2 separate regions of the Oryctolagus cuniculus genome follow, and region 1 is linked to region 2. The links are chromatin contacts, called in public Hi-C maps. All regions are on one chromosome and are shown on one strand. The core of a region is the stretch at or near the end of the contact, and the rest is flanking DNA. Distances in the headings are between cores, read along the strand shown.

The links. A called contact is a pair of places that touch in the nucleus more often than the background predicts.
Region 1: a contact with region 2 is called in a Hi-C map of an unstated tissue, with 6 times the contacts expected there. The contact joins the promoter of LOC100340079 here to the enhancer-like site in region 2. A contact is called at or near these places in 2 of 6 Hi-C or Micro-C datasets (psoas muscle and an unstated tissue).

What each region holds. Positions count from the first base shown.
Region 1 is chr7:149,057,139-149,060,848 of mOryCun1.1, reverse strand. LOC100340079 reads right to left here and starts at 2,327. Exons shown (of 3, transcript XM_008265719.3): 1 at 2,198-2,327; 2 at 1,023-1,275; 3 at 1-795. The coding sequence starts at 726.
Region 2 is chr7:148,837,446-148,841,231 of mOryCun1.1, reverse strand. No RefSeq gene overlaps it. Among named protein-coding and RNA genes, the nearest start is that of CDC42, 110 kb to the right of the region's middle. Within about 2 kb of position 1,326, at least 2 of the 8 cell types and tissues checked have an H3K27ac peak or open chromatin away from gene starts, as enhancers often do.

The DNA of each region.
Region 1 (3,710 bases), core at 1,078-3,577, 220 kb before region 2:
ACCTGACCTCTGGGGTAACACGGGGGTGAGGCTCCGGTAAGGAGGCTGGCACTGACAGCTCGGGGTGCTGGGCTCGCCCAGGCACTGCAGAGCGCTGGCACCCCTAGGGGACGGCACCATGCAGGTACTGGGGGTGCTGGGGGTGCTGGTGTCTGGGCAGGGCACACTGGCGCTGGGGCTGGAGTAAGTGCGTGGTGCAGATTGTTCCAGGTGGTCCAGGTAAAGAGAGTTGGCGGCTCGCTCCAGGTAGTTGGCTGCAAGTCTGGGCAGGCTCAGCGACTTGGGGCAGCTGTTATAGAAGGCGTTGGTGGATCGGTCCAGGTAGTTGATGCCTTTGATGAGCTGGTCCAGGAACGTGGGGCTGGAAGGGTCCGAGGGACGGTCTGTGCAGAGGAGGCAGTGGGGGCTGCTGCGGTAGGCGGGCTTCTTGGCCACGTTGCGGTGGCTGGCCAGGTGGCTTGTCTCCACGCACTTGGAGTTGTAGGGCCGGCCCATGCAGATCTTCCGCAGTGGGAGTCTGGGGGAGCCGGGGTTGAAGGAGCGATCCGAGTGGCTGCTGCAGCTGCTGAACTCGGAGCCACTCGGGGTGCGTGGGCGCTTGAGGCTGTTCGCCCCATTCAGGCTGGGGCTCTGGGTCCAGCCTGGAGCTCGGGCTGGAAAGGATGCGTTGTAGGGCTGCCTCAAGCGGCTGTGAGCATTGGAGTGGCTCACCTGGCGTCCAGACATTGTCCCAGCTGGACGGATCAAGCTTCACGACTTTGTCCCGACTGGACAGATCAGGGTGAGTTGCCTGGGCTGGGAGGAGAGAGTCAGATCAGCTCACAGGGGCTCCCTGCCACCTGCCCCAGAGGCTTCCTCCCCAGGTGTCCCCTGGAAGTCCGGCCTCGCTCCCTCTCCCCACCCTCGCTTCTTCCAAGAACAGGAAGGAAACCAGGAGGAAGTAAAGACCCTCAGGCGATGGAGAAAAACAGGGCTGTGTCTTTTCTTTTCACTCTAGCCCACATTCTGAAATTCTTATTCACCTTTGAAGCTGGGGCTCCAGCAGACCACAGGGACTAAGGACTGAATCTCTAACGGCGAAATTCCAAGCAGAGATGGGCTTTCGGTAATCTCAAGCAGCTAACCAGCTGAGCAACGCACCCTCACGCTAGAACAGCGCGTCTGCGCGTCACCGCTGCCCCCGTGCCCCCGTGTGCTCAGCCCCTCCCTGCAGCTCTCACAGGGACTCATTCGCTGCCCGCCACACGGCAAGGGGTAGTTCTGACTGTCCCAGTCCTGGTTGACAGATGGGGAAACTGAGGCTCAGAGAGATGACGTGACTTGCCTATGATGACTCAACTTGTCAGTGCGGGGGTGCGGGTGCCAGGGTCCTGTCTGGGGTATGTCCGGTGGCCCCCGACAGACAATGCTGTGTTGTCACGGGTGACCTTGGCCCCCCTCCCAGTCTTCTGGCCATGAGTTCCCAGCATACCTGCTTTGCCTGACTGCATGGGGGCGCCCGTGGGGAGAAGGTCGATGGAGAGGGGTGCTAGCTAATCGGTAACCCTGCTGACCTGGGCTTCGGGGGAGGCCCAAGGGAGAGCAGGAGCAGCCGATGTGACAGGGCAACTCCGGGCTGGGCCGGCAGGACCAGAAGGTTTCAAGTTCTTTGGCCTCGATCCCCTTTGAGTCATCTCACAAGAGGAGGGGCTGTGGGGTTCCCACTTCTCCTCGTCCCAAAGTGGGCATTTCTGGAGCCCAAGACACGCCCAGGCCGAAGAAGTGCCTGGTCTGTTTAACTCCTCTTATCCCCGGGCCTGCTCGGACACAACCAGGGCAGGGGAGTCCCTGTTGTCCCCTTTGGTCCCCCAGTCCTGACCCTCCCACGTTTCCCCCACCCCTGCCCAAAGGAACGTTCGGACTTCTCTCTCTGGCTACTGCCAGCTCGCTGCTGATTCTCCATGGCTGCCTGGCGAAAGAGGAGGATTTGCGCTCATCCCGCCCAGAAAACAGCTGCCTGCCCCTCTCGCAGCCCACAGCCCCTCAGCTGCCCTTGTCCTTTGGGTCTGAAATGGGTGGAATGTCCATACCCAGGGCCTCTTCCCTCCCTGGTCCAACCCCACCCCATCTCCGCCCTTGGACAAGCAGGAGGCGACTGAGGGCTGAGCCCATGGGACCTACCCTCCCTGCCTGGCTGCTGGGCCCTCTCCCCTCTCACTCTGTCTTTTGGGAGGTAGATGACTTAGACCTCCTCTTGCTCTCCACTGGGGATACCCTCATGCCGCCACTCCAGACTGCTGGCCATGTCATAGAATCATGGAATCCTAGAGCTGGGAGGGGCCTCCAGGGTCATGCGGGTCAGGCCCCTGCCTCAGGGCCAGCGCCGCTTTAAGCCTGCTGGGACAGATGGGCTCTATTTTTGAAATGAGGCTGGGGTGGCCGTGGTCCAGAGTTCCTTGTTGTTTTCCTCGGGTTTAATTATGCTGAGAGCCAGAAAGTTCTATGCTAGCCCAAACATAATTCCTGCTTGCTGTGGTCAGCATCAATTTCTTTTCCTATCTCCCTGGGTCAGCAGCAAACAGGTATCAAGTCTCAAGTGCTGTCCCTGCAGCTGGCCCATCCATGGGCATAGGGACATAACGCTCTCCTGCCTTCTTGCCTCTCCTGCCTGCAACCCCACGTTGCCCAGGGGTGCTCGCCTAGCAGTTAGAACACCCACGGCCCACACTGGAGGGCCTGGATCTGAAGCCTGGCTCCGGTTCCTGATTCCAGTTTCCAGCTAATGCAGACCCTGGGAGGCAGCGGTGATGCCTCAGGTGGCTGAGCGCCTGCCACCCACGTAAGAGATCTGGGTTGAGTTCCTGGCTTCTGCCCTGCCCAGCCCTGGTCATTGCAGGCCTTTGGGGGGAGTGAGCCAGCAAATGGGAGTGCATACTCTGTGTCTCTCCTTCTCAAAAAATAAAACGACCCCACACTGAGCATCTGCTAGGTGTTGGGCTCTGGCCAGAATCCGAGGGCCCTCGTGGGGTAAATCTCAGCCCTCATTTTAGAACCCCAGGGCCCTCTGGCTTGTCGGGAGCACCCAGTACAAGTGCTGTGGGTGTGTGAACGAAATTCTCCTTGGAGGCCTGATGGTTTTTGCCTCTCTCCATCATTTTCTTTTCATGAATATGGAAAATGCAGTTTGGCTTTTTATTCCCAAAGATTCTCAAAGTTACTGAAAACTTAGAAGACAACGAACTCCCATTATATATATAAATATAAATATAATATATATAATGTACATAATATATATTATATGTATCTAATATATAACGGGAACTATATATATAAAATGGGAAGCATATATAAATATATACATATATATATATGCTTCAATCAAGTGCATGAATTGTTAGCGATGTTGCCGTAGCTGTCACCTGCACAATTCTGTGACTAACTCACAGACAGAAGTATTTTTTGCCCTGGATTATTTCCTCATGTCCCTCCTGCTAGGGGGTGTCGAGGGCATTTTCTTACATATGGATCCTTAAGTGATCAAATTCAGAGGTTTTGAAAAATTTCTAAGAATGTATTTATTTTCATTTTATTTGAAAAGAGGAGAGAGAGAGAGAGAGAGAGAGAGAGAGAGACACTGAGATCTTCCATTTGCTAGTTCACTCCCCAGATGCCCACAACGGCCAGGCTGAAACCAGGAGACTGGAATTCCATTCAGGCCTCCCACCGGGTGG
Region 2 (3,786 bases), core at 77-2,576:
GAAAGGTCTTCCTTTGCCTTTGGTTCACCCTCCAATGGCCACCGTGGCCGGCGCGCTGCGGCCAGTGCACCACACTGATCCAAAGCCAGATGCCAGGTGTTTCTCCTGGTCTCCCATGAAGGTGCAGGGCACAAGCACTTGGGCCATCCTCCACTGCACTCCCTGGCCACAGCAGAGAGCTGGCCTGGAAGAAAGGCAAGCGGGACAGAATCCGGCGCCCTGACCAGGACTAGAACAAGGTGTGCCGGCGCCGCAAGGCGGAGGATTAGCCTAGTGAGCAACGGCACTGGCTCCTTCATCTTTCAAAAGTTGTAAAATTTATTTTCATTTACCTGAAGGCAGAGAGAGCTTCACTCTGCTGGCTCACTCACCAAATACCCACGACAGCCAGGGCAGGGCCAGGCTGCAGCCAGGAGCCCAGAATTTCATCCCATGTGGTGACAGGGACCCAAAGACGGGGCCGTCTGCATCTCCCAGACGCATGGCCACAGGAAGGGGGTCTGGAGCAGAGGAGGCAGGACGTGAACTAGGAACTCCGCTACTAAGCTGGTGTCCTGGGTGGCATCGTAACTGATGTCCCAATGCCTGCCCTACTGTCTTTATATCAGGGTCTCCACTCTTTGTGTTCCCCCAGTTCCTCATCCATGCATGCATGCATCCATCCATTCACTTACTGATCAACTCATCAGTCCATCATCCATTCATATATCATTCATTCATCTAACAAGAACCAAGATCCACCTCCCTGCCAGGACACTGGAGTCTCAGAGATGCATTGCCTGCAATTGGCGGTGAGTGCATCCGCCCCACTGAGCTCCCCCCCTATGGAGGGGGTAGAGCCTCTGACACTTGTCCTCCCACCCAGAGAGAGCCTGGAGTGACCACCGTGGAGACCACATCAGGGCTGAGAGTCCCGGGACTGTGGGAGGGGCCGCGGGGACTGCCCTCACCTCCTGCCTGCAAATTAGGTTGTCAATTCCATTTAGGATCTTCCAGTTTGGGGTTCTCGTCAGACACGTTTAACGTCCTGGCCTCTTCCAGGCCCCAGTCACAAGGCTGCGGTAGGCAGCAGGGAGAGAGAAATTTGCTTTATGGTGGGAGGGGGGAGGATGGACAGTGGGGTAATGTGGATGTGGCTCATGTGGGGGAGGGATGTGTGGAGTGTGTACAGGCAGGTGCCAGGGTGTGAGTTCTGGGTGTGAGCTCATGCCCTGTGTTCTGGGCGTGGGGAGAGGAGCAAGGCACGAGCCTCATCTGGACACAGCAGGTGCTCGGGGGAAAGTGTGGGAAGGTGAGCAGCAGCCTCTCACACTGGGACGGGGCATCTCTGAGACGGGTGGGTGGGGCCCTCTGTCCGTGACCCACCCTGCCTTGCTGCCTTTCCCTCCTGGTCTAACTCCCTGCTGTCCTTCTTCCTGGTCACCAAGCAGTTAAACACAGTCCAGTCCCAGGTCAGTGAAGGCAACCGCCCGGGAGCAGAGGCCAGCACACCAAGGCCAACAGAACCCAGGGGTGGCAAGAGGCCGGGTTGGTGGCAAAAGCTCTGAGCAGCTGAACTAACCAACCAGTGGCTGCTCCTCCTTCCAGCTCGCAAAGAAAAGCTTTGGCGCATGTGGCTGTGTGAACGTGGTCATCTGTTTGTGGCCAAAGCTCTACCCATACAGCCCTCTCCAAGGACAGGTTCCTTGGGAAGGACAGATGGAGAGCCAGATGTGGCCAAGCCATGTAGTGCACAGTGCTGGTGTGTGAGAGTGTGTGTGTGTGTGACAGAGAGACAGTGAGAGAGAGAGAGAGAGAGAGAGAGAGAGAGAGAGAGAGAGAGGCGGTGTGCATTGAGCCCACCAGGTGCCAGCCACAGGTGCCAGCCATGCAGAGCTGCCTTGTGTCAGGTTTGTGAGCTTGCACGTTTCTCACGTCCCACTTGGTCCCTCCATCAGGTCCTGCATTGACAGAACCAAACCAGTGAGCAGGGAGAGCACCAGGCAGAGGGGTCAGACAGGTGGAGGATGCCCTGTGACACTGCTGCTGCGCCCGCGGGCTGTGAGCTCCCAGGGGAGAGGGCCTCGCCTGTCTTCTCCGTGCAATCTCGCAGGGACCAGGAGTGTGCCCGGGATCTCGGAGGTGTTCAGTAACTCTTGGCTGAGTGTGTGTGTGTTGGCAGGGCCACAGACTATGAGCAAGGAAGAGGGGGCTTCCACCAGCAGCGCCCCCATAGGGTTGCACAGTGGCACAGCTGAGTGTCTGCCCACAAGGCCTTGAAGAGGAGGCCAACGAGAGGGACTGAGATGGCACGGTGGCTTCCGAAGGTCCTTCTGCCTGAGCCCAAGCAGTGGGCCAGGACCCACTGGGACTACACAAGGGTAAGGGTGGGAGACATCTTATTCAGTTTTGTTTGGAGTTGGGGGGTTGAGTCCCCTGTGATCATGGGTGACCCCCGTCAGCCCTGGGTTTTCTGGGCAGGAGCTTCCCACAGTCCCCGTGGGACCCTGTCTGACCCAGATGCGCCACAGTGGGCTCAGGCGATGTCTGACCCGCCCCTCTCCTCGGGAGCCCCATCCTGGGCCCCGCCCCCTCCTTGCTCAGTGCAGGGCCTGGGGAAGGTCTCTGGGTGCAAAGCTGAGCAAATAAACACGCCCAGGCCCAGAGGGAGTGCAGCCAGGGAGGGCAGGGCTGTGCTATCACCGTGTGGAGGTTTCCCCACACTGTGCCTGTGAGCACACGCTGTCCTCAGCCCGCGTAGATTGTGTCTTGAGGGGTAGACATAGCTGTCCACCCCATGCATGATCTAAAACAGCAAAAGCACCTGCTACATTACCCTTCTTTGCAAGAATCTCCCCCAGGGCTTGATTTCATTGGCAACTGGTGCTGAGGACTCTGCCGTGGCCCTGCGGGTGAAAACACAGCTCCTGCCCTCACTCCCCAGCCACACTGCCGTCTCCCACCTTCGTGGGGTTTGCAGAACCCGGAGCAAGGAGGCCTCGGAGTTTCCCTGCAGGCGGCCGCAGCTGTCTGCGCTCCATCAGGACGGTGTGTGCGGGCCAGGGGGAGAGTTCCCGGGGGCTGTACCGGCCATGCTGATGGCGACCGCTGGGCGATCTTAGCCCAGCAGCCCCAGGGCTGGGCGCCGCAGGGCCTCCCTCCCTGTCACCCTTCACACTGCGCTGCCCACCAGTCAGTGGTCCAGAAAATACATCTCCACGTTGTATTGTTTGAACACACTGGAGTGTGCTTCATTTGGGGCTTCCTTTGGCTGGCATAATTTTTTTTTTTTGACAGGCAGAGTGGACAGTGAGAGAGAGAGACAGAGAGAAAGGTCTTCCTTTGCCGTTGGTTCACCCTCCAATGGCCGCCGCGGCCGGCGTGCTGCGGCCGGCGCACCGCGCTGATCCGATGGCAGGAGCCAGGAGCCAGGTGCTTTTCCTGGTCTCCCATGGGGTGCAGGGCCCAAGCACCTGGGCCATCCTCCACTGCACTCCCTGGCCACAGCAGAGAGCTGGCCTGGAAGAGGGGCAACAGGGACAGAATCCGGCGCCCCGACCGGGACTAGAACCCGGTGTGCCAGCGCCGCTAGGCGGAGGATTAGCCTAGTGAGCCGCGGCACCGGCCCTGGCATAATTTTTTAAAGATTTTATTTATTTATTTGACAGAGTTACATACAGTGAGAGAGAGACAGAGAGAAAGGTCTTCTTCCTTCCACTGGTTCACTCCCCAAATGGCCGCAACGGTTGGCGCTGTGCTGATCTGAAGCCAGGAGCCAGGTGCTTATTCCTGGTCTTCCATGTGGTT